6 separate regions of the Mus musculus genome follow, and regions 1, 2, 4, 5 and 6 are each linked to region 3. Evidence: chromatin contacts called from public HiChIP or PLAC-seq and promoter capture Hi-C data. All regions are on one chromosome and are shown on one strand. The core of a region is the stretch at or near the end of the contact, and the rest is flanking DNA. Distances in the headings are between cores, read along the strand shown.

The links. Promoter capture Hi-C pulls out the DNA fragments that hold promoters and counts their contacts. HiChIP or PLAC-seq counts read pairs in DNA pulled down with a chosen protein or histone mark.
Region 1: a contact with region 3 is called in an H3K27ac HiChIP or PLAC-seq map of extraembryonic endoderm stem cells, with 6 times the contacts expected there. The contact joins the enhancer-like site here to the promoter of Hoxa4 in region 3. A contact is called at or near these places in 2 of 39 promoter capture datasets (the C10 cell line and liver), 3 of 115 datasets of contacts at active chromatin or transcription factors (bone marrow-derived macrophages, extraembryonic endoderm stem cells and pancreatic cancer cells) and 1 of 9 other capture datasets (embryonic stem cells).
Region 2: a contact with region 3 is called in an H3K4me3 HiChIP or PLAC-seq map of craniofacial prominence, with 3 times the contacts expected there. The contact joins the enhancer-like site here to the promoter of Hoxa4 in region 3. A contact is called at or near these places in 6 of 39 promoter capture datasets (cranial neural crest, frontonasal cranial neural crest, hippocampal neurons and 3 more), 4 of 115 datasets of contacts at active chromatin or transcription factors (craniofacial prominence, differentiating embryonic stem cells, embryonic basal ganglia and 1 more) and 1 of 9 other capture datasets (embryonic stem cells).
Region 4: an H3K27ac HiChIP or PLAC-seq map of stem cell-derived neural progenitor cells shows a contact between it and region 3, with 3 times the contacts expected there. The contact joins the enhancer-like site here to the promoter of Hoxa4 in region 3. A contact is called at or near these places in 4 of 39 promoter capture datasets (3T3-L1-derived adipocytes, the C10 cell line and liver), 4 of 115 datasets of contacts at active chromatin or transcription factors (bone marrow-derived macrophages, differentiating embryonic stem cells, embryonic forebrain and 1 more) and 2 of 9 other capture datasets (embryonic stem cells and liver).
Region 5: a promoter capture Hi-C map of the HPC-7 cell line shows a contact between it and region 3. The contact joins the promoter of Snx10 here to the promoter of Hoxa4 in region 3. A contact is called at or near these places in 5 of 39 promoter capture datasets (the HPC-7 cell line, embryonic stem cells, liver and 1 more), 1 of 15 datasets of contacts at CTCF or cohesin (the NIH/3T3 cell line), 1 of 484 Hi-C or Micro-C datasets (bone marrow-derived macrophages), 8 of 115 datasets of contacts at active chromatin or transcription factors (bone marrow-derived macrophages, embryonic hindbrain, embryonic stem cells and 3 more) and 2 of 9 other capture datasets (adipose tissue and liver).
Region 6: a contact with region 3 is called in an H3K4me3 HiChIP or PLAC-seq map of bone marrow-derived macrophages, with 2.6 times the contacts expected there. The contact joins the enhancer-like site here to the promoter of Hoxa4 in region 3. A contact is called at or near these places in 6 of 39 promoter capture datasets (the C10 cell line, the HPC-7 cell line, embryonic stem cells and 1 more), 1 of 15 datasets of contacts at CTCF or cohesin (embryonic stem cells), 4 of 484 Hi-C or Micro-C datasets (embryonic stem cells and induced pluripotent stem cells), 15 of 115 datasets of contacts at active chromatin or transcription factors (bone marrow-derived macrophages, craniofacial prominence, embryonic forebrain and 7 more) and 1 of 9 other capture datasets (liver).

What each region holds. Positions count from the first base shown.
Region 1 is chr6:51,630,283-51,634,872 of GRCm38.p6, forward strand. No RefSeq gene overlaps it. Among named protein-coding and RNA genes, the nearest start is that of Gm38811, 79 kb to the right of the region's middle. Within about 2 kb of position 3,134, at least 27 of the 459 cell types and tissues checked have an H3K27ac peak or open chromatin away from gene starts, as enhancers often do. A contact at or near this core is called in extraembryonic endoderm stem cells, where this site is marked.
Region 2 is chr6:52,836,501-52,841,233 of GRCm38.p6, forward strand. All of the region lies in intron 2 of Jazf1 (JAZF zinc finger 1), which reads right to left. Among named protein-coding and RNA genes, the nearest start is that of Gm52903, 28 kb to the right of the region's middle. Within about 2 kb of position 2,406, at least 51 of the 459 cell types and tissues checked have an H3K27ac peak or open chromatin away from gene starts, as enhancers often do. A contact at or near this core is called in craniofacial prominence, where this site is marked.
Region 3 is chr6:52,188,800-52,193,383 of GRCm38.p6, forward strand. Hoxa4 (homeobox A4) reads right to left here and starts at 2,904. Exons shown (of 2, transcript NM_008265.4): 1 at 2,379-2,904; 2 at 883-1,889. The coding sequence starts at 2,889. The coding sequence ends at 1,543. The region is part of intron 2 of Hoxa3 (homeobox A3); the gene reads right to left. LOC115490409 (a long non-coding RNA gene) reads left to right here. Exons shown (of 2, transcript NR_168044.1): 2 at 3,726-4,261.
Region 4 is chr6:51,331,177-51,335,518 of GRCm38.p6, forward strand. No RefSeq gene overlaps it. Among named protein-coding and RNA genes, the nearest start is that of Gm32479, 25 kb to the left of the region's middle. Within about 2 kb of position 2,980, at least 66 of the 459 cell types and tissues checked have an H3K27ac peak or open chromatin away from gene starts, as enhancers often do. A contact at or near this core is called in 3T3-L1-derived adipocytes and stem cell-derived neural progenitor cells, where this site is marked.
Region 5 is chr6:51,522,455-51,526,906 of GRCm38.p6, forward strand. It overlaps Snx10 (sorting nexin 10), which reads left to right and starts at 1,449. Exons shown (of 7, transcript NM_001127349.1): 1 at 1,449-1,580.
Region 6 is chr6:51,610,769-51,615,177 of GRCm38.p6, forward strand. No RefSeq gene overlaps it. Among named protein-coding and RNA genes, the nearest start is that of Snx10, 89 kb to the left of the region's middle. Within about 2 kb of position 1,888, at least 172 of the 459 cell types and tissues checked have an H3K27ac peak or open chromatin away from gene starts, as enhancers often do. A contact at or near this core is called in the HPC-7 cell line, bone marrow-derived macrophages, embryonic forebrain and 4 more, where this site is marked.

The DNA of each region.
Region 1 (4,590 bases), core at 1,884-4,383, 560 kb before region 3:
CAGGAAATCACTCACCCTTCACTGAGCCTTGCTCTTTCCTTCCCTGCCTTCAGCTTATCAAAAGCTCTGAGTGTTTATCTCACCCTTGCCAGAGCCCATCCCTTTGGATTGTCCTGGGTTTTACTGTCTTGTCCTGTTTACAATCATCATGTGCACACAGTGGCCTGAGATGAGGTAAGAGATGGGTGTCTGTGACAGGTCCATATCTGGTGTGCTGGGAGCTGTGCGACTTGCTTTGCTCTGATCCTGCTGAGCATATTTCCTGTGCTGCTGCCTTGATGGATCAGAGTTGAGAGAGATGGTGACAGTCTGGGCTCTGACCTGATGGTACCATCAATGCCCTTTGAGTCTCAGTGTAAAATGGGGACCTTGTCAGAAACCTGTGTGATCGTGGTGACAGGATAAGATAGCCTTTGAGAAGTGTTCTCAAGCCTGGCATGGTGGCATGTGGCATGGTGGCATGAGCCATTAATCCTAGCACTGGGGAGGCAGAGGCAGGTGGATCTATGTGAGTTGGAAGCCTGCCTGGTCTACAGAGTGAGTTCTGGTACAGCCAGGGTAACTCTGAGAAGAGAGAGAGAGAGAGACAGACAGACAGACAGACAGACAGACAGAGACAGAGACAGACAGTGAGACAGAGACAGAGGAGGAGGAAAGAGGGCTTCTCACATATAGTAGATGTTAATGCTACATAGCTCTCGCTCTATCAGCTTTGGGTTTCTTCTTTCTCCTGCTTTGGTGCACTAAGTGAAGAAGGCTAATGCACAAATGCACGGGCAGCATTTACTAGAACACAGTCTCTATTGCAGGGACCTGCCTATTTTATTCATTGTTCTGTGTCCAAGCTCTATAACCACATAAGCGACAATGGCTAATGAATTCACAGATACAAATAAAAGTGAAGTCCTGCTGCCTCGCAGATCCACACATGCAGATCTGATCCGCAGTGAGACACATCATAGAAGTAGAAGTTTGGAAATACAGTTTTGTGATGAGTTACGTGGATAGCTCAATACCGACCTTCCTTCTCATCTGTCTGCCCTGGTTAGGTGTCCCCCATTGCCATAAACAGATGCTGAGGTTCCAGACATCACAAAGTGAGAGCCATTGGGACACAGAGAAAATCCCTCTCCCTCCTGTCTTGAGTCTCTTCCATGGTGGGAAAGCCTATTGAGCTCTGCCAGCTGACTTCTGCTCACTTGCCCATGTCTAAGTCAGCCACCAGCTTGAACCTGTCAGAATCAACCCTGAGTCGTGTATGGGAAGGGTAACTCAGACCTTTTTTCCCAAAAGGCCACTCACTGCAAGGGCAGTGAAGACGGCTGCCTGCACCTCCTTGTAGGAGCATTGAGGAACAGGAAGAAAGCGATGAGGCAAAAATAAACTGTACAAGGTCACAACATAGGAGATGTCCGTCCTATGCAAGCAAAGGGCTACTGACACGGAGTGCTAAGTTCTAGTTCTGTGGAAGCAGAGATGTTCTCATTGGGCGGCAAGTGGGGTCAGGGTTCTCTGTTGCTTAGAACTGAAACCGTGTAAAAAGGACAGGAGGAAATGTGACAGTGTGCATTGATTTGTCCAGTATACATTAATGGCCAGTGATAATGAGAGACTTTCATTTCGAGGCAGCTTGGGAGGTTGTACTCTACTCAGCTGCTTGCACTAACGTGCATTGCTGCCAACCGATTGTGTCAAAGGAGACGCCTTAGTGCAGGATTAGTTAAGTCATACAGTGTGTCTCAGTGCAAGGTCAGGTAAGTCATACTGGGCGCTGTTACAGTGTCGCCTGGATTAGGTTAGAGATTCAGATTCACCATGAGAGTTGTAGTATGACCTCATGGATGCGTCCTTGGTTACTTCTGAGCATGTCCTAGTTCATTTGGTCAGGGTGGTGTTGACCTACTTAAAGAGAGAAATTATATGTAAAAGAGGTGACTCCCCAGGTAGGAGTGTAAAGAATGTGTTGATTTAATACTCTGACACCTGAAATAACCATCTACAAATAATATTTACCATATTATCTAAACAGGAGCCTGGAACCTATAGTTGACACATTAATGACCCGCAGATGAAGGTACCGTCCAGATGTAGAATCATCCAAAGTGGTATGTCCTAAAATACTTGGCGATGCAAACCCTTTAATTCAGCCACCACCCTCTGTGCAGCTAGTTTGAATCTGTGAGGTTTTCTGGAGTCCTCAGACCTCAGGACACTCAGGTTGGCGACAACACTAGAGGAAGCATGCATGCCCTGCTTGCATCGAATGAATCACATGTAGTCGGATTCAAAGAACACATTTCTAACCAGGTATAACCGTCTAAGAAGTCACTTTCTTTCCATGTCTCTTGAAATGTGACACTTACCCTAGTGCACAGCCTCTCATGTCTCCAGGCAGCCTCGGTACAGCAGGAGTAAATGTTTGATGAGCCTCAATATTTTAATAGATGTTGTTATCAACAGACTGCTCAACTCCTCACTCAAGAAGTTTGCAATGATTTGATTACGAGTATTTGGATAGGCATTTTAACCTGTTTACCACTGAGTTAAGTATAGTAGATTGAATATATGTCTCCAGCTCTGAGCTAACATGAGTGTTTTTATTTAGGCTCAAATTTAGTTGACTTAACTAATGTCATTTGTTTAGAAACTGTTAGTACTTTGCCACAATAGGCAGAAGAAATGCATTGCCTGGTTTCATGAATTGTCCTGCTAGAGGTCAGGATGTGTCTGACTTGGGCAATGAATGGAAACACTCTCTACATTCATGGTTCTGGGGCTTTGCCACTTTGCTAAGGCTGGTGGCCTACCACGGGCATGTGAGCTACACCCTGCTTTATCATCCTTATAGTTACCAGGGGCCTGGGCTCTGTGTGGAGCCGAGAGACACTTGGTCTCCTCCATTCTGAGAGGGTAGGGAAAACAATTGACCTTTCGCCTGTCTCTGGAATTCTCTGTATCTTTCTAAGCTTTGGGGTTGCATTGTCTCCTCTTAGGTTCTGGCTTAGTTTGCAGTGAGAAATCAGCCAGTCTCTCTCACATACCCCCATTTAAGAATCTCCCAGGAGCCTCAAGGCAGAGAAAGTTATCTGGATGCAGGATCATTATCAGTTTAACACAGCTCTCTGGTTGTTTTACAAACTAGTCCTTTGAGCCTTCGAAGGATGAGTTTGAAATAAGAGGCCCCACCTTCAAGTTACAGCCCTCCCTCCCCCCAAATACTGATTTTATGCTCCTGTCTGTGGCACACCTTCAATGCTTTCCTACAGTGCTTATCATGAATTTAGCTGTCTTTGTGTTTCCTTTTCCTGAACCTTTTAGAAATGAGCCAGATGTTCTCACAGTGTATGGACAGCCTGGAGAAAAGTGTTATTGTTTTAAGAGCTGGCCTGGAATTCCTCTCAGGGAGGAGACTCTCGGCCACCTTAACAGAGGCATTTGGTTGTAGAGATAAAGCCCTCACAGACTGCCTGGACAGGCTGGGGCTGGATGAAGAGATAGCAAACTGCTCTGAGGAAGAAGTTTTCAGGACTGTGGAATCGGAAGGACAGAAGGACGGAGGAGAAAGAACTGGGGGTGGGGGTGGGAGGAGGATGGAATCAGGGAGAAAGCAAGATGGCAAGAGACAGGAAATGGAAGGTCGTCTTCCCACGGACGGACACTTGGAGACTTTTGGGGTCAGAAATAAAGTGAAAAGGGTTGTGTACAAGGTCTAGAGTCTTACTCAGCCACAAGAGACCAGAGACAAGTGTGATCAAGAATCTAACTGCAAGGAGCCATTGGAGAGAGAGAGAGAGAGAGAGAGGGAGAGAGAGAGAGAGAGAGAGAGAGACCCTGAGAACATTAACTCTCAGTCATTCTCAGACATCTAGGGGCAGGATGCTGGCCTTCCCACAGGATGTGGGCCCGAGCTGGAGCCAGTTTTTATTTAAGGGAGAGAGTGACAGTAGTTGACACCCATGTTACATCTGTTCTGGGGCGGGGCAGGGGCAGGGGTTGGGGGGAGGGGGATAGAAGGGTTTTATTTTGAGTTGGAGAATTTCTGCAATACTGATCTGGAGATGAAGTAAATGTTAGAGTAAGTTTTATGACTTGTGTCTCCTAAGAAGAAAAACACAGCAGCAGCATTTAGAAAAAGTTATTTTAAAGGATTTCTTCATCCTAATGGATAGAGATTGTCTTCAGATGATACAAATATTCCAAAGATTTAATGAAGTTATCGGGAGCCTTGTTGACATTAATTAGAGTTCTGTAATTAGAATTATAGTTATAGGAGCTTCTTCCTGCAAACCAGAGGCACATATTTCAGCATCTCCGGTTCGCAGTGCCGTGGGCTCGGTACCTGACGCGTGTGTGGTTTTTTTTTTTTTTTATATAGCAGCGCTTTCATAATTCTTCTTAAATAACCATGTTGATAGATATTTAATCGTTTTTTAATTAATGATGGAGTAAAGCCGATTTATACTTGTGCTCCTCTGCCTCTGCCTCTGCCTTTGCTCACAAGCAAACTGTCAGCCGCTGGTGCACACAGCCACCCAAAGTGCAGGTGACACTGAATCCAATCAGGAAAGCAGCGCAAAGATGAAAGGTCTC
Region 2 (4,733 bases), core at 1,156-3,655, 650 kb after region 3:
CTGTGGCGATTTTTGCCAACAATGCAAATTCCCATTTTTCTGTATGAATTGACTATAGATTACCTGTTCGCTGTAGTTTTAAAAAAATAGCTAAGGAGTAGAACCTCGAAGCAGAATGGCGATAACTTCAGGGGCAGAATACAGCCAGTGGGATTGACCGTGGCATCTGGTGGTTTGCACTGATGTGCTGTGAACTGTGAGGAATGGCAGAGACTGCTGGGAAGGAGTGCTTGAGCCTGGTTCAGGTTTCATTAGTGCGAACAGTCTAAACATGGCCCCCATAAAGTCCTCTGGCCAGCTCTCTGCCCCCGGAAGGTCCTTTGGCCAGCCCTCTGCCTCAGACTCCTCTTTCTCAGGCACACAGAGCTGGGATTTCTGAAGCTACAGAGCTGACTCCAGGACAGCTGCTCCATAAGTGAAGGAAGTGGCACTGAAACACAGGCAAGCAATTTTAAATGCTAACCAAGGTGGGGGGGGGGGAGACCACCTCGTTGGTGCAGGCTTGAAAATTATATTTTGCAGAATTACAATGTTTGAACATGGGGGCATATTTTGGATCTGGGAGTTAGGGATGGGAATGAAAGCTGGACATTTTATGGAGCTAACCTCAGTGAGGGATTAAAAAAAAATGTAAGTTCGCTCATTCTCCAATTGGTGAGGAGTTTAAAAATGAACAATGACTTAATTTCTCCAAAATTAAGTGAAAAAGTAAGCCTGTCAATCATCCCATGAACACGAGTGGCCCACGCTGTCTTCACTGTCTGACAACGCGTCGCCCTGCTCACAGGCTGGACCGCAAGCTCAGGGCACAGGTACGAGGAGGTTACAGCTGGAAAAGGAAGGTGGCCGGCTGGCGGTCCAGTTGTATCTGTGTTGCTTGTAAATAATCACTAGTTGACTAGTTCAAACAGAAACACTAGAGATAGGCCCCGTTGTTACAATGCTATTAAGGAGAGGCAGAGAGGAAAATTCACTCCTTGTTCCTAATAGGTGATTGCTAAGCGACTATGAAGGCTGTCCTACCCACTCTATGTAACTGTGTGACCTCGGAATCCTCAACTGCTGCTCACACAATCCAAGCAACGGGACAACTCACAGGTGTGACTGAATGCTTGAAAAGACGTTAAGCCGTGCTGGAGGAATGACAAGTGCCCTGGACTCACCTAGCACTTGCTGTACATTACACTCAGGATGTTTTAAAGTGCTGGGACCTCGGCTTGATCTTGAGACTTCAGCCTCTCGTGGTGGCTGATGCCTCTTGGGGCACAAAATTATGTACATCGTTAAAACTTCATCAAGTAATAATTCTACTATGATTGTTAACATAAATAACAGCAGTAAATAAGTACACAGTGATAGATCTGTTTCCGTTCTATCCAGAGAATTGCAGTTCAGCTCTGATGTGTGAACTCAGGACATTATTCCCACTGCTAACTGCCACTCAACTTCCTGAGGGTGGGTCTTCCTTCCATTTAAGGTTAGCACATTCCTAGCTAAACAAGAGAAACAGACCAGCTTCAAACAGGACTCATTCACACAGGGTGAGGTCTACATACTCAGGGGTCACGTGACCGGGCAGGCAAGTTTCTGCCTTCTGCTGTTTTTCTTCCTGACAATAGAAGGAAAAACTGTTCTTGTGAAAATTAATTAAGTTTTGTTCATACGGAAAAAAGAGGCCAATGTGAACAGAAACAAGGGCCTCTCGCAGGAAGAAGTCCTTGTCATTCTCAGTGGTGCAGGACAGCTTTCTCATCTGACCAATGTTCCCCTCACCTTTCCACCAACAACAAACGTATCGGCTGCTAAGATACACTGCCACGATATGATTGCTGGGAAAATACATGGTGTAATACCAAGCACTCTAAATACCCGTAAGTGGAAAAAGACATAAACGACCATTTTAATTACTTTCCGCATGTAAAACGCAGCTGTAGTAATGTTGGCAGGTCTCACCTGCCCTGTTTTAAATCTGTGACATGAAATCATGACACTTAATTAAGTCTTAATGCATAAAAATATTTTTATTTACTTTTTATGGAATATCAGCATTTAAAGCTTTCTATTTATGTAAGTGCTTTATAAATTACTTGAAATACTTAAAAAAAAAAAACCCTGAGTACTACTAATCAGCAGTTATAAGTACCAGTTTCAATTTCATTAATTAAATGCCTTTTTGGTGGACTCCTGCTGCTGTGTGAACTAGCTCTAGGCTATGAAAGTAATGAGTCCGGACAGAGTCATCTGATCTCACACTTGGTGCAAAACGCAGGGAAAGGCCTTGCCCACAATTCCTAGCCTGTTTACCAGACTGCAAGCAGTCGGTCTGACTGTTGGAAGCATTAAGAAGCCTCAGGCTTTGCCCTTCCCCCTTCTGTAGTTTCCCAGTTTCTGATTTTTAGAAGGATTGTCTCAGAAAATATGGTATTCTAGCGCCCTCTGCAGGCCGCAAGCCTGTCAGCCTCTTGCCAGCGTGGCTTTTCATCAGCAGAAGTGGAAGCGAGGGATATCACGATTATTAGAGCCCAGAGGCAGAGCTCACTGGAAGGATGTTTCCTAAGGGCAGGCTGGCACTGGTTATTCCCCCCCCCCAAAAAAAAGCCTTAGGAAAACCCTCCTTTGCTGGCTTGTTCGGGATGTAAATTTCTGTCTTCAAAGGACATGGCAGAGCTTTAGGGGACTGACTTGTTTTTTATTGTCGATGTCCTAACAGTTCTTAAGGTCTGGAAGAATACAGGCTCTGACTGATCCCTCAGAGACTATACGGTGCCTGGGCTTAGGAAGGCTAGTTAGGGAGAAGAAGAAAATAGAAGTCAACTGTGTGGGCACAGCTGAGACTTGCTCAGCCAACGTCTCATTCTCATGAAGTGGCAACTTAGGAAAATGCAGGGGCTCTCTCAAGTGTTTTAAGGAACTTAGCATGGATTTTTAAAGGGCATTTTATATTGATTTTAAAACATTTTAGATGGGGTTGATATAAAACATTGCTGAAAGAAAGCTACTTGTAAAGATAAAATTGTGGCGGTGGGGAGGTGGAGAGACATCTCTGGGGTTAAGAGAACCCACAGCTCTGGAGGAGGACCTGAGTTCAGCACCCGTGTCTGGCAGCTCACAACTGCCTGCAACTCCAGCTCCAGGGGGTCTAAAGCCTTCTTCTGCACGCATCTGCCGCAACACTCACCGATATGCATGCACATAAATCAAAAGAGATAAAAACGAGCAAATGTCAAGAAAGTGACAAGAAAACAAAGGAAGGCCGTGGCTCTGATGGAGAGGCACTCCCCAGGCCACACTGTGAGCCTTGGAGTCTGCTTGACTATCAGCAAACAATCAATAAATAACCTTTTTGTTCATTTTCTTCTACCAAGTCTTGCTATAGCTATAGCCCAGGTGGTGTTGAGCTAAAGGCCCTCCAGACTTCTGGGGTTACAGCTGCGTGCCCCCACAGCTAGTCTGAGAGTCTCTCAGGAGACTTGTCTTTCAAATAGTTTTAAGTCAGCATAAGTATTAAAAGGTACTGAATTAGTTTTCTTAACAGTTAAGAGCATTAATTTTTTTCCTTCCAGTACTGGGGACTGAACTTTGGGCCTCAGGCACAAAGAAAGCACTCCATCAATGAGCTGAAAGCATTCACTTGCAATGTGGAACATTATCCCATATATTCCCTTGTAGTGAAGTTATACAGTGTAGGGTCATTTATAAACCTCTTGAATCATAACGAGACCCATGCTTTAGCCAACTCACAGAGGTGGATAGACATCTCACACACAGGAACTCTTACCCAGGCAGTCCACAATGAAACTGAAGAAATGTCTGTGTTAAACTATCCTTTCATGGTGCTGTGGTCATTTAACAGGCTTTCTTGAGAGACTACAAGGATACCAAGGAGGCAGGGGTCTGAGGGCAAGGTTGCAGTTTTGCTGGGAGCCTGGGGCCTGGCAGCACCTTCACCCAGAGGATATTCAGTGCTTCAGACAAGATCAGTATGTCCTCAGGGGAACGGACCAGAGATTTTGGTTCCAATAAAATGACACTTCCAAATAAAAACTCAAAATGAAAATGTTGAGCTTCCAGATTTGTTAAATTCAGGAACAAGGGCTCTCAGCAGGACCTGTCAACAGCCCGGGTTAGAAGAGGGCAGCTGCTGCTGCGGTGTAGCTCAGCATACCCATCCCAAACATCCCAAGTCAGCCACACACCATTCGTCCAGGCTGGAATCTGGCTGCCAGACTGGTCCCCAGCTCGGCTTATCTCCCACTGGGAGGCTGAGGCAGCCAGGAAGGAATGGCGGTTTTCCAGCAGATGTGGTCTGCTGAAGAAGGGCAGCCCAACCCAGGCTTGGCGCCGCCACATTTATGGTCCTTCCTCCACTTCTGCTTGCTGCCTGCTGCCCCCTCATTGCTTGCTGGCAGCCCCAGCCAGGGGACAGGTGATGAGGATTAAGCCTAGCGTATTTGCATATCCTCAGCCTAGGGAAGGAAATTAATACCACAGTGACATGATTTAGTGGCTAGGTTTATACAGTGGAAAACGCTGCAGCAGTTGTGAGCTCTGGGAGACCAAGGAAGGCATGGAAGGCAACGTGTTTGGCAGGATGGGCTAGCTCCCGGTCAGTGGAAGGAGCACGAAGAAATGGATCATTCTGAGGAGAAGTGGTGTCCAAAATTCACTTGCAAGTTACGAATGGGCACAGGAAACTATTTTTGCCCGCTTTTTTGCTGGGTGGGGTGGACAGA
Region 3 (4,584 bases), core at 1,654-4,153:
TGTGTGTGTGTGATGCCTGAGCATCAAATTTCAACCATTGCACAAATACTAGAGTTACAGAGATTGAGAGATGAGTTTTCATGTTTTCAAAGATCTGGCTCTCTGGGAGTGCACAGTAACACCACAGAGCATTTGAGGAAAGTGGCCCAGATTAGTCTGGCTTCCTTCCAACAGTGAATTCTTCCAGACCTACCTTGTGTAGGGGTAGGGTGCATTTTAGGGTATCATTACGCTTCTGATTTCCTCCTAGGGTGCTTTGGAGAGTGTGGTGGGAAAGTTCACTTTACTCTATAAGCTCTTCTCAGAGAAGCAAACAAAAAATTCCCAAGCTGTGCTCAGCGCAAAGACCTTAAGACCAGCCAAAAACCAAAAGGCAAGCGCAACCCTTTGCATAAACTATTTTTTATCTCCAGGGAAACAGGCAGATGAAGTGTGAAGGTGCAGCAAACGCCAAGGGAATGCCTGTTTCCAAGTGTGCTCAGAGTTCAGCCTACAGAACAGCTGCAGAAGCTCCAGGCCTCTGCTCTGCAAGGTCTCACCTTTCACTGCAGGGACACACACGGTTCTATGCCTTACAGAGACTTGAAGCCTGAAAGCCTGGCCAAGTTTGGGAAGAAGAGGAGCCCTCTCAGGGCTCAAGAGCCTTCCCGCTTTTTGGAACACTTCCACAGTGGGTCAAGCTTGGCAAGAATTCAGACCAAGTTAAACACACACACACACACACACACACACATTGTGAGTGTGCTTAGAATGTGACCCCAGCTCACCCTGTCTACAAGGCTTCTGCGCACTAGGTCAAGTATCTCAACCAAGAGGAGGCTTGGGGTAGTTTGGTTTGGTTTGGTTTTTAAGCTTAGAACACACACAAATCTGTCTCTTAGGTTTTTAATGTCTTATAAACTGAAGTTTATTCTTAGCACATTCCTCTTTATACAACCATATCTCTCTGTACAGTTGTAAGTGAGTCTAAATGCATTTCCCTCTCCCCAACGCTGTGCCCCAGTATAAGACAACAATATCTCTCTAACAGTATCTTAAATAAATGCAAGGAGAGGAAACTACATGCCACACCTACCATCAAGGTCTACACACTTTGAAAATTAAATAATCTGGTGAGGTCCACAAAGTCTACTCAGTAAAGCTCATGTGAGCTGCCTTAACGCAGAAGAGGAAGGAAGGTTAGAAAGCTGGGAAGCTGGGAACCGGCCTGCTTCTTCTGCATACAAGTACATGTCCCCAGTCAGCACGTGCTGTCTGGCTGACTCAAAGGTAGTCGATGGCCAGTGCTTTCTTACAGGTGTCCAATCCTGGCAAAGTTGTCCAGGTCAGCAGGTTGTTCCACTAAGCAGTAACGAGGACGAGGACAGACGTCCTCTTGGAGGGGTCACACCAACCAGGGATAATGTCTTCTTTTTGGTTATGGTTTCCAGCAAGTTGGATTTTGTTTTGGTGTCTCGGGTTTACTTAGGGAAGAGCAGATGAGGACAGGAGCAGGAGATGAGTAGGGCACATAAGTGAGAGAAACTGATCCAGGTCTCTAGATTATATGGAGGAGGGAATGGGTGTGGAAGCACCAGGGAGAGGGTGGGGATGGGGGTGTGGGCTGTGAGTTTGTGCTTTCCCAGGCGGGCCGGCAGGGGCCGAGGCAGTGTTGGAAGATCGCATCTTGGTGTTGGGAAGTTTGTGGTCTTTCTTCCACTTCATTCTCCGGTTCTGAAACCAGATCTTGACCTGGCGCTCCGACAAGCAGAGCGTGTGGGCGATCTCGATGCGGCGCCGCCGGGTCAGGTAGCGGTTAAAGTGGAATTCCTTCTCCAGTTCCAAGACTTGCTGCCGGGTATAGGCGGTTCGAGAGCGCTTAGGTTCGCCTCCGTTATAACTGGAGTTGACTGAACACCAGAACCCCGAAAGAGAAGGCCAAAGAGGAAGAAGTAGAAGAGGAGGAGGGGAGGAGAGAGGAGATAGGGTGGGGAAGAGCAATCGGACATCATCATTATATAATAACCTGACACCAAGTTCACACAAGATACATAAAAAGGCAAAGAAAATGTTTCACAGGCTATTGACAACGGGAAACACCCGAGAGCCATAAAGAATGGTGCTGGGCTTTGGGGCTGAAGAAAAGCTTCAAAGACACATGGCCGGGAGCCTCTGCCAGGGCAATTAAATTTATGGGGGCTATAATTACTGCCCTAACAGTTTGGCGTCTCGTAAATCTCAGGATAAAGGGACCCTGGGTACAAAAGGGTTCTCACGTTAGGACCAGGCTGCGGGCGGCGCGCACACACCCACAGCCAAAGCGCCGGCCAGATGGGGGTCCCCTCCCGCGCCCTGCCCCGCGCCCCCACGCCCGCTGCCCTCCCGGCGGCGCCACATACCGGCGCTCACGTGGATCTTCTTCATCCAGGGGTACACCACCGGCTCCTTGCCCTTCGGGCCCGCCGGGCCCTGGTCCGCCAGCAGCAGCGGGCACGCGGGGGCGCTGCCCCCCGTCGCGACAGCCGGGGTGGTGGGGCCGGGAGCGCAGTGCCGAGGGGGCGCGGGGGGCTGCGGGGCCGGGCTGGGGTGCGCGCCGGGGGCCGGGGACTGCTCGGGTCGCGCGGGGCTGGCCCCGCGGCAGGCGTAGGGACAGGCGGCGGCGGGCGCGGGGTACAGGCCCCCGGGGTAGCTGGGCTCGCGCGCCCGCGGCGCGTAGTAAGCGGGGGGCTGGCGGGCCGCGTGCGGGTTCGGGGCCGGCAGGTGCGGGGCGCTCTGGGGCCGCGGGTAGCCGGGACCCCCGCCCACGGCGCCGTCCCCACCGCCCGGGCCACCGTGCGGGGCGAACTCCTCGAAAGGAGGGAACTTGGGCTCGATGTAGTTGGAGTTTATCAAAAACGAGCTCATGGTCATTAATTTGTGAAGTGCAAAAATACTAATTTTTCTCGCGGTGTCGTTTTTCTGCGCTCGCCGAGGCCCCTCCCCCTCTCGCCGCGCTTCCCATCCCCCCCCCCCCCCCCCCCCGGCCCCGGCGCCCGCCCCTCCCCCCGCTGTCAAACGACTGCCCCTCCCCCTCCCGCCGTCGCCGCCGCCGAAGTCCGCGCCGCTCCTCCCCCGCCCGCGCGCGCTCCCCGTGGCCCTGCGCGCCCCGCCCCCGCGCCCCACGTGCTGCGATCCGGCCAATGGGAAATCCGCGCGCGCGGACCCGGATCAGGAAACGCGCGGGGGATGCGTGATGGATGCTGCTAGCCTTCAGGGTGGGAGAAGCGAGCTTGGGTTCCTCGGGCCCCCCAACTTGGGTTCCGGCTGAGAAGTTGGGGCCTGTTAGACTGCGGGTCCTTTCGAGCCCTGTTCCTGCCCACGTCTGTCCTAGGCCTCTGGGCAGCTGGTCGCCACGACTCAGCGCCGATCTCCAGTCCAACCAGGCTTCGGGTGGTCCTCCGAGGGTTCGAGGCCCTCCAGGAGAGGGAAGGGCACTGGGACCAAGAGGCAGACCCTGGCTTTTTATCCTAGCTCTGGAATAAAACGAAGGAGGCCTACGGACCCATTTTTCTCGCCCTTTGATTCTTTGTCCACGCCCTACACATCCACCCGGCTGTTAGGGAGTCCCTGCTTTGCGAAGCCAGGGCTGGAGCTGCACAGGGAGGATGGGTAGAAGGGCCGCTGAACAAGCGGGTCAAGGAAGTACAGCAAGCGAGGGCGATCCACTAAAACCTCGTGGATACTTATTTTTACTTTTTTTCTTTCAGACGCAGAATTTGTACATTATTTTTTCATTTAAAGACTTGGAACCTTCCTATATTGCAGTTGATGGAGGTGCTGAGGAGAGCTAAATGTGCCTCCTTTATTAGGCGCTATTGTGAGACCTCCACCCCAGAGTGGGAAGAGAGACGACGCCTGCACAAAACCCGGCTTCGAATCCAGTAACTTCGCGTTTCAGAACAATCACCAAACAAAAACAAGTTTGAGATACAATAAGACCCTGCCTGGTCTAATTGTCAATCGGTCTTTTCTAACTTTTCCCTCCCTTCTCCTTTTGGATGCTGTTTCCTCGTGCAGGATCTAAACCAAGGGCTATATTTACAGACCAGCCCGCGATTGCTGAAAAATTAGCATTTTAACGATATCAGTAGCTCTGGAAAGGAGAGAGAAGGGACTGTTGCCTGCCATTTGGTAATTGAAATTTGATGGGTAAACTAATTATGCCATTATTATTAACAAATAAATTACTTATTAATTCCACCTAATGTTGATCTTTGAAGTAAATACTGATGCCTCACTCGTACCTGGAATTGTGCTCTTTCTTTCTTCTGAATAGCAGACACGCCTAGATCCTTTGCATGATGGTAAAGCAGTGCAAACTATCACCGCCATTCTAAAAAATAACTCTCCTCTGGGTATGCAAAGCAGTTTCCGTTGGTGCACCTTGCTGATTTTTCAGAGAGCAGGATAGAACAACGGCCTTCTCAAACGCAGACCAGGAAAGTTATAACCCAAGCCTAGAGACACTTCAGAAAGAACATCCATTCTATCTTCATTCATATCTGTTACTCACTTGAGCTACTAAATACTGGGATATATCCTATTTGATAGATAGTCATTTAATGC
Region 4 (4,342 bases), core at 1,730-4,229, 860 kb before region 3:
AGTGTCTCTATCTCCACACTGATAGGAACTGGAAAAGCCCAGTTTCTGCTTTTAAGGAGTCACTCGGGCTTAATATCTAAGGTATACTTTCTGCTAAGCCACGCGGATGATATTTGTGTTTCTGCTATACTTTTGTCATGGGCATCATCGCAAACGCTGCTTTGCGTTTTCTGAGTCCTGTGGAAATGTTCTCCGCTAGTGTTTTAGTTATGAATTGTAATACTCATTTAAAAACTTGATTCTTTTGTGCTTTGTCGACTAAAGGAAAGACCTTCTGAAAGCTTAAGGGGGAAATAGAAATGAGAAGGCTAAGACGAGCTAAGGACAGTGCAAAGGGATGAAAATGTCATAATGAAATCCATTATTTTATCCACTCACTCTTCAACACAAGGGTCCAGAACAAGTGAGGATATGGAGTGTGTGAGTGCGAGCCCTCTCCCGTCCTCATGTCCACTGACTCCTCCTGCGTCCACTGGCTTCTCAGGCTTAAATTACTCAGAGTTTGTTAGTAACATTGCTCTTCCGAGGTTGGAAAGCCTGGAGCCCCCCTCACGTTGGAGCTTTAGAGAAAAAGAATAGAGGAATGTTCCCGGGCCTCTGTGAGCCCAGCCTCTCTCGGCCTCTCTGCCCTTGCTCTCTGCTCAGGTGCGGCGAGCTGTTGAGGAGACTGTGACTCCCATAGCTCAGAAAGCTCTTCCTCTGCCTTCATAAGCCCAACACTGCAGCCTTCGAGCCCTTGGCCTTATTCACAAGAATTCCAGAGGACATTCTGTGACTCGTGCCAAGACTGGCCAGTGACCCCCACTTCCAGTTTATGCTCTTGAGCAGCGGAATGGGGGATCTGCTATTTGACAGCTATTTAGAAACAATCTATCCATGCCTGGACCCCACCTCCTGAATTTCCAGTCCAGTGGCTTCAAAAGTCTGTCCTTCACAGGGGGTGTAGCTCCTGAAGACCCATTGAGTAGTCTGATCCTGGGGTAGCCCTAGATCTGTGTAGCCCCTTCAATGGTGCCAAGGAACAGAAATGCCCAGCATAGGGGAACTGAGGACACCACCTTGCAGTCTGTACACATTGCCAAGGACAGGAGACACCTCTTCATACTTAGTGTATGAGGCCTGGAGTCAGTATGGTCTCAGACGCGGGGCAGGCAGCCTCTCCTCAACTCGCCTTGGTGTACTTGTGTGTAAGATCCAACTTTGTAAGCTGCTGGGAAAAGTTCAGGGTTCCTCAAACAGCACAGAGCCTGGCACCAAATGAGTGATTAGGCCACACTCGCGGCTGCATTGGTGCTCCCTGAGCAGTGTCTGGGGCCGCAGGGTTGTTGATGCAACTTGCAACTAACAACATTATAGTAGATAAAGTATGCAGGGATCCTCTAGCAGCCCGTGTGCTCTGCCCCCCTGCAACAGTGCCAGCCTGGACTGTGAGGATACCGATGCCATGGTGCAGAGCAGGCTCCACACATGGGAGCCCACCAAAGTGGTGGTCCCACTGGGCTATGTGATTTGGACTTAAACTTCTCCTTTGATGAGACCTACCTATGATCTGTCAGCCGTGAAGTCTCGATGTTTCCGTCAGTCTCCTACCTTTTCTGCCTTTTCTTGCCCTAACAACCATGATGATCCGGTGACTCTCCTCGCTTCACTGAAAGCCCCAGAGGAGTCCAGTCAGTGGTGGGAACATCACAAGGACAAGCTGTGAAGCAATCTGGATTTGGCAAAACACAAGGATCCACTTAGCATCTGTCTTCTTGGCTTTCAAGTAAGATTTCAGGCTGGTTCTAAACGGTGACATTTGGCCTACAGAGGTAGTATGACAGGAAAAGCAGGAGAGGCTTTCGCCCGGATTGACTGGCGTGTTCCCAGCACTGTGGAGTGACCTCGAATCCTGCACACCATTTCTTTCCCACCGTGGATAAGAGGCCATTCTTTTTGCTCGTTCGCCTGTGGCCGCTGGTTGATGTCTAGCCAATGCAGCAGGACGCTTCCTTACTCCAGATGGGTCTGAGTCCAAGAAATGCAGTTCTGTGTTTATCCAGGCTCGGAGAGTTGAGGAAAAGCCCCGGAGCAAATGTACAGTTTCTATTTCCCCCGTGTCTGTGCAGAGACGGGATCTCTGATTTCTCAGCAGCAGGACAAGCCTGGGGCAAAACTCAGTTCTGTGCAGGAACCTGCTCTTCTAAACCTGAAAGACCTTACCATCCACCGCTCCATCCACCTTCCCTGTGGAGGTGTTCTTACTCCTTGTCCCATATGTCCCCTCTCCTGAATGTGACCTGAGTGGCCCTGGGAAAGCAAAATCATTCTTACTGTGACTTTATGTCAAATTTAACCTGGAGTTGGTGAGATGGCTCAGTGGGTATGGGAAATGACCGTCAAGCCTGTTGGGTGACCTGAGTCTGAGCCCCAGACCCCACGTGGTGGGAGGAAAAAGCCAACACCCACATGTTGTTCTCTGACCTCCACGCGTGCACACATGTGTGCATGAGCCCTCCTCCACCACACACAATAAATCAATGAAATGTAAGTTTTTAAAATGTAAGTTAAAAAAATCATCCACATCACCTTGATTAACAAAAAAGAAAAAAAAATCTGGAAGGCACAAAGATCACTTGATTACATCCAGGGCCAAAGAGTATGAACATTTACACAATTAGAGCTCTTCCTCAAGAACCTCCCATCCCAACGCCCACTTCTCGATGTTTATCAGAGGCTGTGGTGTGTGAGCCCGCCTCGGAGACTTCACTGCTGGGCTCATGTTGCACTTAGTGGTTGCTTCTTCAAGCCACCAAGTTTGAACTGGATAAAGAGTAATGACTCACAGACTAGGTTTTATTTAAGGGGATTGGGAAGGGGGTCTTGATTTTAAGTGCATGTTATGAGTTTGGGACCATTGTGGAAACAAATCTAATCACGGGTGAATGCTCAGTGTAGACATCCAGAATGGATTCCAGCTGTCAGGCTCCTGTTGTTGTTGGCTGGTCTTGTTCTGGGGGCGGGAGGAGCGGAGCCCACTATCCAAACTGTCCCCTTGGGACTAGGCTTCCCACAGCATTTGTTTTTTTTTAACATAGCAACAGATGCTCCTATGTTGAAAAGGGAGAGCTAAACACTGCCTTTGTTTCATTGTGTCAGGCAGTAGTTTAACACTAAGGCATTTTCAGCTCTGGTCTCTAACCTTGCTTACAGCAAGCAAGAAGTGGAAAGAAATGCCTTTGTGCTGTGAACAGCAGAATTTACATCAGCTCCGGAAGAAGGCACTAAGTTCCTTCTAACAAATGCAGGGATATTTTCTGCCCGGCTCCCTTCCCTTCCTACTCCCAGTACACATAGGTTTGTTTGTTTGTTTGCTTGCTTGCTTGCTTGTTGCTTGCTTGCTTGCTTGCTGTTTGTTTTGGCTGTTCTGTGTTTGCAGTTACTGCTCCCAGCTCCCATTGGTTAGTCAGATGTAGAAATGGAAATCTCAGGATCCCCATGGAGAGAGAGTGTCAGGTTCACACAGACACAAGACAGAGACCATGAATGATCCTGCTGTGCGTGTGTGTGTGTGTGTGTGTGTGTGTGTGTGTGTGTGTGTGTGTGTGTCTCAGGTGTCTTAAATCACCTTCAGTTTTACTTTTCGAGATGGGGTCTCTCAGGGAAACTGGAGCTCACCGTTGGGGTAGACTAACTAGAGCTCAAGCCCCTAAACCCTCCTCCTTCTGCCTTCCCAGCCCAGGGATTGCAGACATGCGTCACCACACACTGCTTCTTAAGTGGATGTCGGGGATCAGATCTCAGGTCCCCGAGCTTGCCCAGGAAGCTCTTTACCCGAGGAGCCATCTCCCCAGCTCCCTGCTTCTGTTATTAGTGTCTGAGTGGCCACTTCAGAGTCAGCGGTCTCTACAAACACTATGGATCTCCCAGCATGCCCCAGGCATGCTGCAAGCCAAAGTAAAGAGGCCTAGAGTGGTGACAGGGGACATCTGGAAGAGCCCCAGCCACACCCAAGGAGGGGAATCGGGTGAATTCAATATCTCTCACCACTCTTCCGTCTCCGAAATTACATTTGGGTTGCTTTCCCATTTGTGCACCCCTGAGATTGCAGAGGCCATAAATCATAAATGCCTTCAGAAGTCGGGAACCCTGGGAAGAAGACCTAAAGACCAAAGGGTGTGGTTGCAAAGGAGAGTACAGAGGGGAGACTTTTCTTCATCTTTAAATGTATATATTGGGAAGATGACTATGCAGTCTAGAGTGCTGGGCCAGCCACATGAGATAATGCATGGATTACACAGTACAGTATCCAGCACACTCCGTTCTCTCAGGCGGCTCTGTGGACAGAGGAGCAGTGGATGAC
Region 5 (4,452 bases), core at 199-2,698, 670 kb before region 3:
TCAAACATGCTATGATCCTTCTGCCTCCAGCTCCTGAATGCTGAGATTGCACACGTGTTTCAGTCATTACCGTGCTAAATCCATAAATGTTGTAAATCTTAAATGCATTGTCAAACACTGGGCAGAGTGTGCACACCTTTAATCCCAGCACTTGGGAGGCAGAGGCAGGCGGATCTCTGTGAGTTCGAAACCATCCTGGTCTACATAGAGTTCCAGGACAGCTATATATATTAAGACCATGTCTTAAATAAACACAAAACCAAACAAACAAAAACAAAATATAACAAATTCTATTGTCCTCCAATACTGTATACTAACATATTGTAGTTTAAAACCAGCTATTGAGTACTTAAAGTATAAAGTAAATGACTATTCCATTAGGGTGAATTTTTGTAGACATTACTTGAACATAGGTTTGAAATGTGCCCAGATTGCTTAAAACAATACATTAAGATCCTAGGCTTAAGCTGTATAAATATCACATATTCAATTCTCAATCTCCAGGGCTAAATGCTCTCATAGTAAAGTTTTTGTACTTTTTTTTTTTTTGGTTTTTCAAGACAGGGTTTCTCTGTGTATTCTTGGCTGTCCTGGAACTCACTTTGTAGACCAGGCTGGCCTTAAACTCAAAAATCTGTGAGTTCCAAGACAGCCAGGGGTATAAGGAGAAACGCTGTCTCGAAAAACAAACAAACATACAAAAAGCAAAACAAACGATGGTTGCATGTATTATAGTTTGGGTGCAATTTTAGGTCATTAAATACCAATGATGCAAAAAAAAAAAAAAAAAAAAAACAATGATGCAGCACTCAGAGATACGAGTCTAAGATAAGACATTGCATTTTGGCAAGTTTTGTTCAGGAGGTCAGTGTAGCTATGGAATATAGTCATGGACAACTTTTCTAGGAGGATGCTGGATGGTCCAAGATTCGCTGAGTCTTTCTTTTTTGTCCTTAGATTTATTTATTTTATTTTATGACTGTTTTGGCTTCCTGGATGTATGTGCACCACGTGAGTGCTAGGGCAGAAGAGGGTGGTGACTGGAGTTAAAGGCAGTTGTGAGCTACTGTATGGATGCTGGGAGCCAGGTCCTTTGCAAGGGCAAAAAGTGCTCTCAGCCTTGAGCCATGCACACAGGTGGGTGAGAGCCAGCTCAGATGATCTATAGGAACCGGACATATCTTTGGCAGACTCTCATAGCTTTCTCCTCATCGTACATGAAAACACATTTTTTAAAAAGTTACGGAGATATTAAAAATATTGTTATAGCAAACAGTATATGCCCTCCATCGAGATCCTGCTAACATCTAGTCATGCTTGTTTGTTATTGGCTTCTCTCATCTTGATTCCTCACTGCTGGGTAGGGAGAAAGACCCGCTAGCTAGGTGGCCTTTCCTACGTTAAGGCTGGCAGTGGCGGGTGGGGGTGGGGGGCGGCGGCGGGCGCGCAGGGCGGGGCGGGGCGCTGCGTGCGCTGGACGCGGGGCTGCGCTCCTCGGGTTCGCTCTTAGGCGCTCGTCGCCGCCGCGCCTTGAGTCAGCAAACTCCGCCGTGCTCCGGGCCGGGCGTTCAGAACCGCGTGTGAGTAAACTGAGCCTTAGGGAGGGAGTCGGGTGGCGGGCGCCGCGCCTGCCCCGGCACCTGCTCAGCTCGGCTGGGGACGCCGGGGCTGCTGGAGCGAGCAGGTTCTCTCCCCGACCCCCACTTCTTTCCGAATACAAGGCCAGGCACCTTTGAGTTTAGAGGCTGGGAGGGCCAGGGGAGGTTTTTTTTTTTTTTTTTTCTCTTTCATGGGATTGTGGGATTGATGGAAAAGGCCGCGGAGGAAACCCACGCTGATGAGCTGATGATCGGGTTTGCTGAGATTGGGAAGCAACAGCCTGTTTTATCGGTTCTGGACACATCACACTCCTTTGCTAAAATTACAAGTATTGTTAAGGGGATGGTCACGGGATGTCTGCTTCCGCAAAGCACAGGCGCGTGGAGAGCGATGGATCAGAAATTGAGAACACTGATCTCAATTTTCGTGATCTCCATCAACCCTTTTAGTTTGCGACAGGGGAAACCAAGGTCTGCAAGGGTGGAGCAGCATGCACCCGGTGGGAGGGGTGTGTGAAAATCCCTCTCGTCCGGGGAGTGGGCTTGTGGGAGTGGCCGGAAGTGGGCTGGGGGTATTATGGAACTCCTTCAACCAGTGGCCAATCGGGGGGGGGGGGGGAGGGGGGCTTTTCTGGAGGAGGAGAAGGAGGAGGTTAAGTATCCTGGCAACAATCAAGCGTGACTTCGCTTGATTCCTGTCGCTAAGGCAAGGATACAACGGGACAGTCATTCGGGTTGCACCCAACCTCTCCGTGTCTTCCTCCCTTCTGATCCTGGGAATAGGCCCATGGTCTTGAGCATGTCATTAGCAAGCATTTTACCACTGCGCTGCACCCCAGCTCCCGTTTATTTTTAAAGGAGTGGTTGACTGACAGACTGTTTTGAATAGCGATATAAGTGTAGATATATTTAGAAGTGACTGTGTGGAGATGTTCAAGACCTCATTAGCAGTTTCCTCAAGTTATCCAGACCATCCATCCCGGGTTCTGTCAGTGCATTCTTAGCTACAGACACGGGCCTGACTGGCACTGCCCTAAAGAAGGTGTGCCCATGGTGGTGGTGGGGTGGGGTTGCAGCCTTCTGGCCTGCGTGCTTCTTTCTCCACTGCTCTGAACTGTTACCCACTTCCTTTACTTCACTGATGGGAAGACCTTCCGAGTTTGGGGTCTTGAAATAAGCGCCATCATGCTTTCTGTGTTAAAGTGTTTCCTTTGCCACACAGTCCTCATTTCTCTCTCTCTCTTAGTCCAGGCATGGCACTACTTTCATTTTTGAGTTAAGCAATTGGGGAACTAGTTTGTTTTTCCTCTTTTGGTATTGGGGCTGGGATGTAACAACCACCTGAGAATAGGGTCCAGCCTATAAAAGAAGGGCCTTGGCTGAAGTGATGGTGGCCAAGTGGAATGTCCCTTAGATTTTAGGGCTGTTATTTATCACCAAAGGACTTTTTTTTTTTTTTTTGAAATATAATAGGTATGAGTTAACATTTAAGCTCTCTATACCATGTTCCAGCTAGAAGCTATATAGGACATTGTGTTAGCCACAACTTCTGGTTTCAGACCCTTCTGAGTTGAATTCTTGGTGCCCTTGTTTGCTACTTAAGTCATTGCTGGCAGGTCAGGTCAGGCGTGATGGTGCATATCTGTAATCAGGACACTTGGGAGGTGGCAGCAAGAGGATCAGGGGTTTCAGGCCATCCTTATGAGTCCTTGTCTCAAAAATGACAAAACTCTGTCCTGGAGCTCACGATGTAGATCTGGCTTACCTTGAACTAAGAGATCTCCTTGCCTCTGCTTCCCAAGTGCTGCTCTTAAAGGTGTTACCACGCTAGGCCTGAAGCCAGCCCTGAGCCACACGAGAGTCTCCCTCAAAAGTAATGAATTCATCAATAGCAACAATAGTGTCGGATATGGTGGCTCAACACCTGGAGGGTTTCTTTTTTTGAGGCTATGTCTCACGTGGTCCAGCCTGCTCTCTAACTTGCAGTGTGGGAGAGGTTGTTCTTGAACTTTGAGTGCTCCCCCTGAGTGCTCCCCCTGAGTGCTTCCATTACAGACGTGAACTACTATAACCTGTAGTTGAGGGTGGCCTTGAACTCTCAAGTGCTCGGGCTACAGGTGTTGAGCCGCCATATCTGACACTATTATTGTTATTAATTTAATTAATTACTCCTCAGTGCGGAGCTGAGGCTTTGAACCCTCGGTCCTCCTGCCCCTACTTTCCAAGTGCTGGGGTCACAGGCCTGTGCCGCCACCCGATGATTTGAAGGGGTTTTTTTCTAGCAATGGTGACACATGATTTTAATCCCAGCACTTAGAGGCAGGAGGGTATATGAGTTAGAGGTCAGTCAGGTCTATAGAGCTAGCTCAGGAGGGCCAGGGCTACACAGAGAAACCCTTTCTCAGAAACTGAGGGGAAGGCGGGTGGGGTGGGGTGGTGGTGGTGGAGGGCCGGCTGAGGGGAGGTCCGTGGTAGAGCACTTGGCTAGCATAGGTGAGGAACTGGATTGAGCATTGTGTGTTAGTCTCACTAAATCAGATGGCAAATTATAAAGCCAGTTTTATTATTTCCCTCAGCTAACATCTGGGGAAACTAAGGCATCAAGCTATTTATGGCTTCTCCAAACTCAGCTTACAGTTTTAATCAACAAGCAAATGTGCTGCAGGTTTCTATAAAAGGACTCCTGTATGCCAGGCTCTGCCCTTTTAAGCTTTATTTAGTATTGTACTCTGTGTGTGTGCACAGGTGGGTGCTTGCTGTTGTGTACATGTGGGTGCTTGCTGTTGTGTACATGTGGGTGCTTGCTGGTGTGTACATGTGGGTGCTTGCTGGTGTGCACAGGTGGGTGCTTGCC
Region 6 (4,409 bases), core at 638-3,137, 580 kb before region 3:
TAGCATAATTTCCAGAAAGTTCTTTAGACTCTAGGGTCTCGGTTTCTCCACTGGATTTAATGTTCTCTGATTCACAGAAATGCCATTGTAGCATACAAGATTACCTGTAAGCAACGGTTTGTGTGTGTGTGTGTGTGTGTGTGTGTGTGTGTGTGGTGTCTTTAAAACAAGGGAACAAGAGAGACAAAACTGTGTGAGCATCAGCATCTGACTGTTCCAGTTACAGAGGTGGCTTACGTCTGCTCTCTGAAAGAGGTGGATTTGAGGTGGACCTGGAAGAATCTGAGGGCACAACAGAGAAGGTGAATATCCAACACAGTGCAGTGAACGTCATGGGAGGCCGGTGCAGCAATACCGGTACCACAGTGGTAGAAGAATAAGGTTGGGTTAGCTCAAGACCATGGAGGGTCTTGAAGTCTTGCTGGGGAATTCTTGTTTCTTTTCTTGGCAGAGAGAAATATTTGAGATTAATACCACTTAACTCCAAAATTAATAAAACATAGTATCTATTTTGTGTAGCTTTGCTTTTTAAAAATGAAAACAGTCACACAATTAGAAAAGAAACTGTAAAAAAAAAATCTTACTTTCTTTTCTTGCTCTCCCTCTCTCTCCTTCTTATTCTTTTGTTCTGTAGCATCTGTCTGTGTATGTATGTCTGTATGTCCGTATCATCTATCTATTTATCTATCTATCTATCTATCTATCTATCTATCTATCTATCTATCTATCTATCTATCTATCTATCTAAGATAGGGTTTCTCTTTATAACAGCCCTGGCTGTCCTGGAACTTGGTTTGTAAACCAGGCTGGCCTTGAACTCACAGAGATCTGTCTGCCTCTGCCTCCTGAGTTCTGGAATTAAAGTCTCGGTGGCTTCAACACCAGGCTGTAGTCCTTATTCTTATGTAGCTTTTGAACACAAAACTTGGTAAGTCTCCAAGGAGTCTCCTCTCCACAACAAAGGGCAGCTTTGTTACCGTTCTCTTCTGTAGTTACTAGGTCAAAGCAAAACACACACACGCACACACACACACACACACACACACCCAGCTGAGTAATGGAAATCTCTTCCACTTTCTTAGGACAAGAAGTTCCTGTTTCCCTGGCTCTTCCTACTGATGTCTCTTCAAATGGTGTTGGTTAGAACTGGTGACGCACTCTTTTCAAAACCAATCCTTGGACATGGCAAGGACTTGATCCCTGAAGGCAGAGATTGCTTGTGTTGATCTCTGGTTGCAGTGGGAGAGGGAGGGTAAAGTGGTAGGTAGGTCCTGTACTGCAGGAAGGGCTCCAGAAAGTAAACTTCCAGGGTGGTGGGAATATACAGCTTTCCTAGCTGGATTACCCTGGGTTTCTTTCCAGGCTTAGCTAAAGCTGCAGTTTCCAGGACAGCCATAGGTTGTGTGTGTGTCGAGGAAAGCAGGTGGCATTGCCTTGCACTTCACATAGAGAGAGCCTCGAAGGTGCGCTCAATTATTGTCATGGTGGCCTTCCATGGGAGTTGTCACAAGGTGTGACTTCTTGCTAAGGAGGGAGACCTCGGTTTTTCCGTACCAAAGGACAAAGGCGCCAGTAAATACTGTTTTTCCGTTTGCCTTAGTTTCCCATCTGGAGGATGGATTAGGGAGGTGGTCCTGCAGGTGCCTCCGTGTCCTCCGGGTGGCAGCAGGATCTGAAAGGCTGAGGAGCAGCATGTAGTTCCACGTTCCCAGCTGCATAGATGGGAACCCTCTTTAAGGCTGAGGTCGTGTGCCCTCCGGGGTGGTGACCTGGGCATAGGCAGGACCCGCGCCATCAGGGTTCAAGGTTAGGAACACTGCTCTCATGAGAGCGGAGCGTCAGGCACGGGAGACACGGCGGAGCCTGGGCAACGCCCTAGACGCCGTCCAGGCTCTGCCAGCCAGCGGGGAGGAGGCGCCTTGGGCCGCTCATTACCCCGGCGCGGTGGCGGCTCCGGGCCCGCAGCCCCGCGGCGGAGCGGGGGCAGGCGGTCGAGACGCGCGAGCCATTTGCATTCCCCGGCAGTCATTTTTATATGCGGAGGTAATGAAGTTGTCAGCGGCGCCCCGAGTGTGGCAGAGCCTGATATTCAAATCGCCTGCCGTGTCGCCTGCCATCCCCCGCCCCCGCCCCGGCCGTCCCTTGAGTCCCGGGGCTGCGCCGCCGCCGCCAGTGCTCGCATCTCTCTCTTCCCAGCCGCTTTGTCTCCGTTGTCACACCCCTCCCTCCCCTTTGTGTCTCTGATGAGACTCCTAGTCTCAGATCAGAGGCCGCCCCTAGGTCTAGTGACCCTGCGACCCCGGGGATGCACAACCAACCATCTTCACATTGAAGTCCTTTCTGCACCCCCCCCCCTCTCTCTCTCTCTCTCTGCTGGCATCCTTGATCACCTTCAGCTTCAGCTGCAAGGAGATGACCTAAAGCTGGCGTTTAGCTGTGGGGCCCAAAGGACTGTCCTCTTGTCTTTCTGAATACGTATTTATGAGCATGTTTATGATTACAAAACCCATATCGGACCTACCGGCCCAGGCCACCATGAAAACACTAGCAGTCTTGATAAGGAAAGGAAGAAGAAAGACAGGCACACTGTCTAGATGGGCAAAGGAAGACATGACCCCTTACCCACCTGGTATTCATTTCCCAGCTGCCCATCAGGCCATCTGGGACCTACAGTGTGGTCCAAATCCTGCAAAGATAAGGTGTGAGGGAAAGAGAGTGAACTTTCTCGGTCGTTGTTGTAAAGTACTGATTGGATGTTGAAAGGCTCATATTCTCGATATAGTGTGTGAAATAAAATAGAGTGTTATAGTCAAATATTGCTTTCTATTCTTTAGAGCTGTGTGGCTGAGAACAACATTTACAATTATGTCTGTGACTGATATTCTATTTCTGTTGGGCAGTGTTGGTATGGAGGTGCAAGACCCAAGGAACTTTCTAGCTCTGATTGTACCACCCACTCTTCCTCTGCAGATGGGTTGAAACTGGGCAGGGAAAAGGACAGTCATCAGAACTGGTTGTCGGGGTGGGGAACCTCCTGACAATACACAGCGGAGCCTGAGCCCGTAGCCCGTGGCTTAATGGGTATGCGTTCTTTCCTTTGTTTACAGTAGGCGTGCCCGCAGTCATGCCACGGTCTCATGGTGTGCTATGTTGGCTTCTAGGAGTGTTTTGTGCCGTTTAGGGGTTATTTGTCCCACGCTAAACTCACTGACATGTCATTTAGAAAAGTGAATACTGTGTATGTGCTGTGACTATTTCGTAAGTACTTTTGGTGTGTATTGTTCCTCATCACGCACAGGCAGCAGAGTAAGGGCTCCCGGAGTATGCATTGGCACCGCGCGCTGCAAATGATCTGGCCTGGGGGAGTCCCGGAGTGTGTGCTGGGTTCCACATGCGGCCGTGGCTCCTACTGGGCTCTTATGGTACGCCTCACCAATGATCCGTGCACTAAAGACTCCCGGAATACACATTGACACGATAGACTGGAGTTGTTTGGGTCTATCGTGGCAATGATCCGGAGATAATGGCCATATCTTGAGATTGGAGTGCTCGTGGTCCTAAAGCACAACCAGAAATGCCCCAGATAAGCCCTCCCGTGGCTCCCAGTACAGGGCGCCTGGGTCTTTGACCTCCTGTATCCAGGCACTGTCTGTTGATGTCGAGTCTTTTCTCCTACATATAAAATTTGAAACTCCGGGGCTGGAGAGATGGCTCAGAAGTTAAGAGCACTGACTGTTCTTCCAGAGGTCCAGAGTTCAATTCCTAGCATCCGCATGGTGGCTCACAATCATCTTTAATGGGATCCGATGCCCTCTTCTGGTGTGTCTGAAGAGATTGACAATGTACTCACATACATAAAATAAATAAATCTTTTTTTAAAAAATTGAAACTTAATATTTGCAGTGAGGTTCATGTACTAGAGTTTTGTCTGATTAACCACAGGCTGAAGAGCTATGGAAGGTTATATTTAAAGAGAAGAAATGGTTTGGGGAGAACACACTTGGGAAATAGATTTATGTTAGAGAGAGAATTAATACAAAATAAATAACCTCAATCTTGAGAAAACTTAATGGCTAACCCAAGATAGATAAAGCAAAAGTGAGTAAGAAGATGAAAGAGGCTAAAAATCATGAAGGCGACATATTCAGTAGTAACAAAATTCAACTATATAAAACAAGATAAAATCTTCCCTCCGCTCCTTCTTCTATACTTTGCAATGTCACAACCACTGATTTTTTTTTTTTGTATATTCTTCCAGTACTTTTGTACGTGGACAATTGTATGTTTCTGTTCTTTAGTTACACAAGTGAGTTAACAAGAAACATTATTCTTCAAGGTCTTGATTATTAATTAATAGTAGATTGAACATCTCTGCTCATCTTTTGTAATGACTGCACGAGTTCGACAGG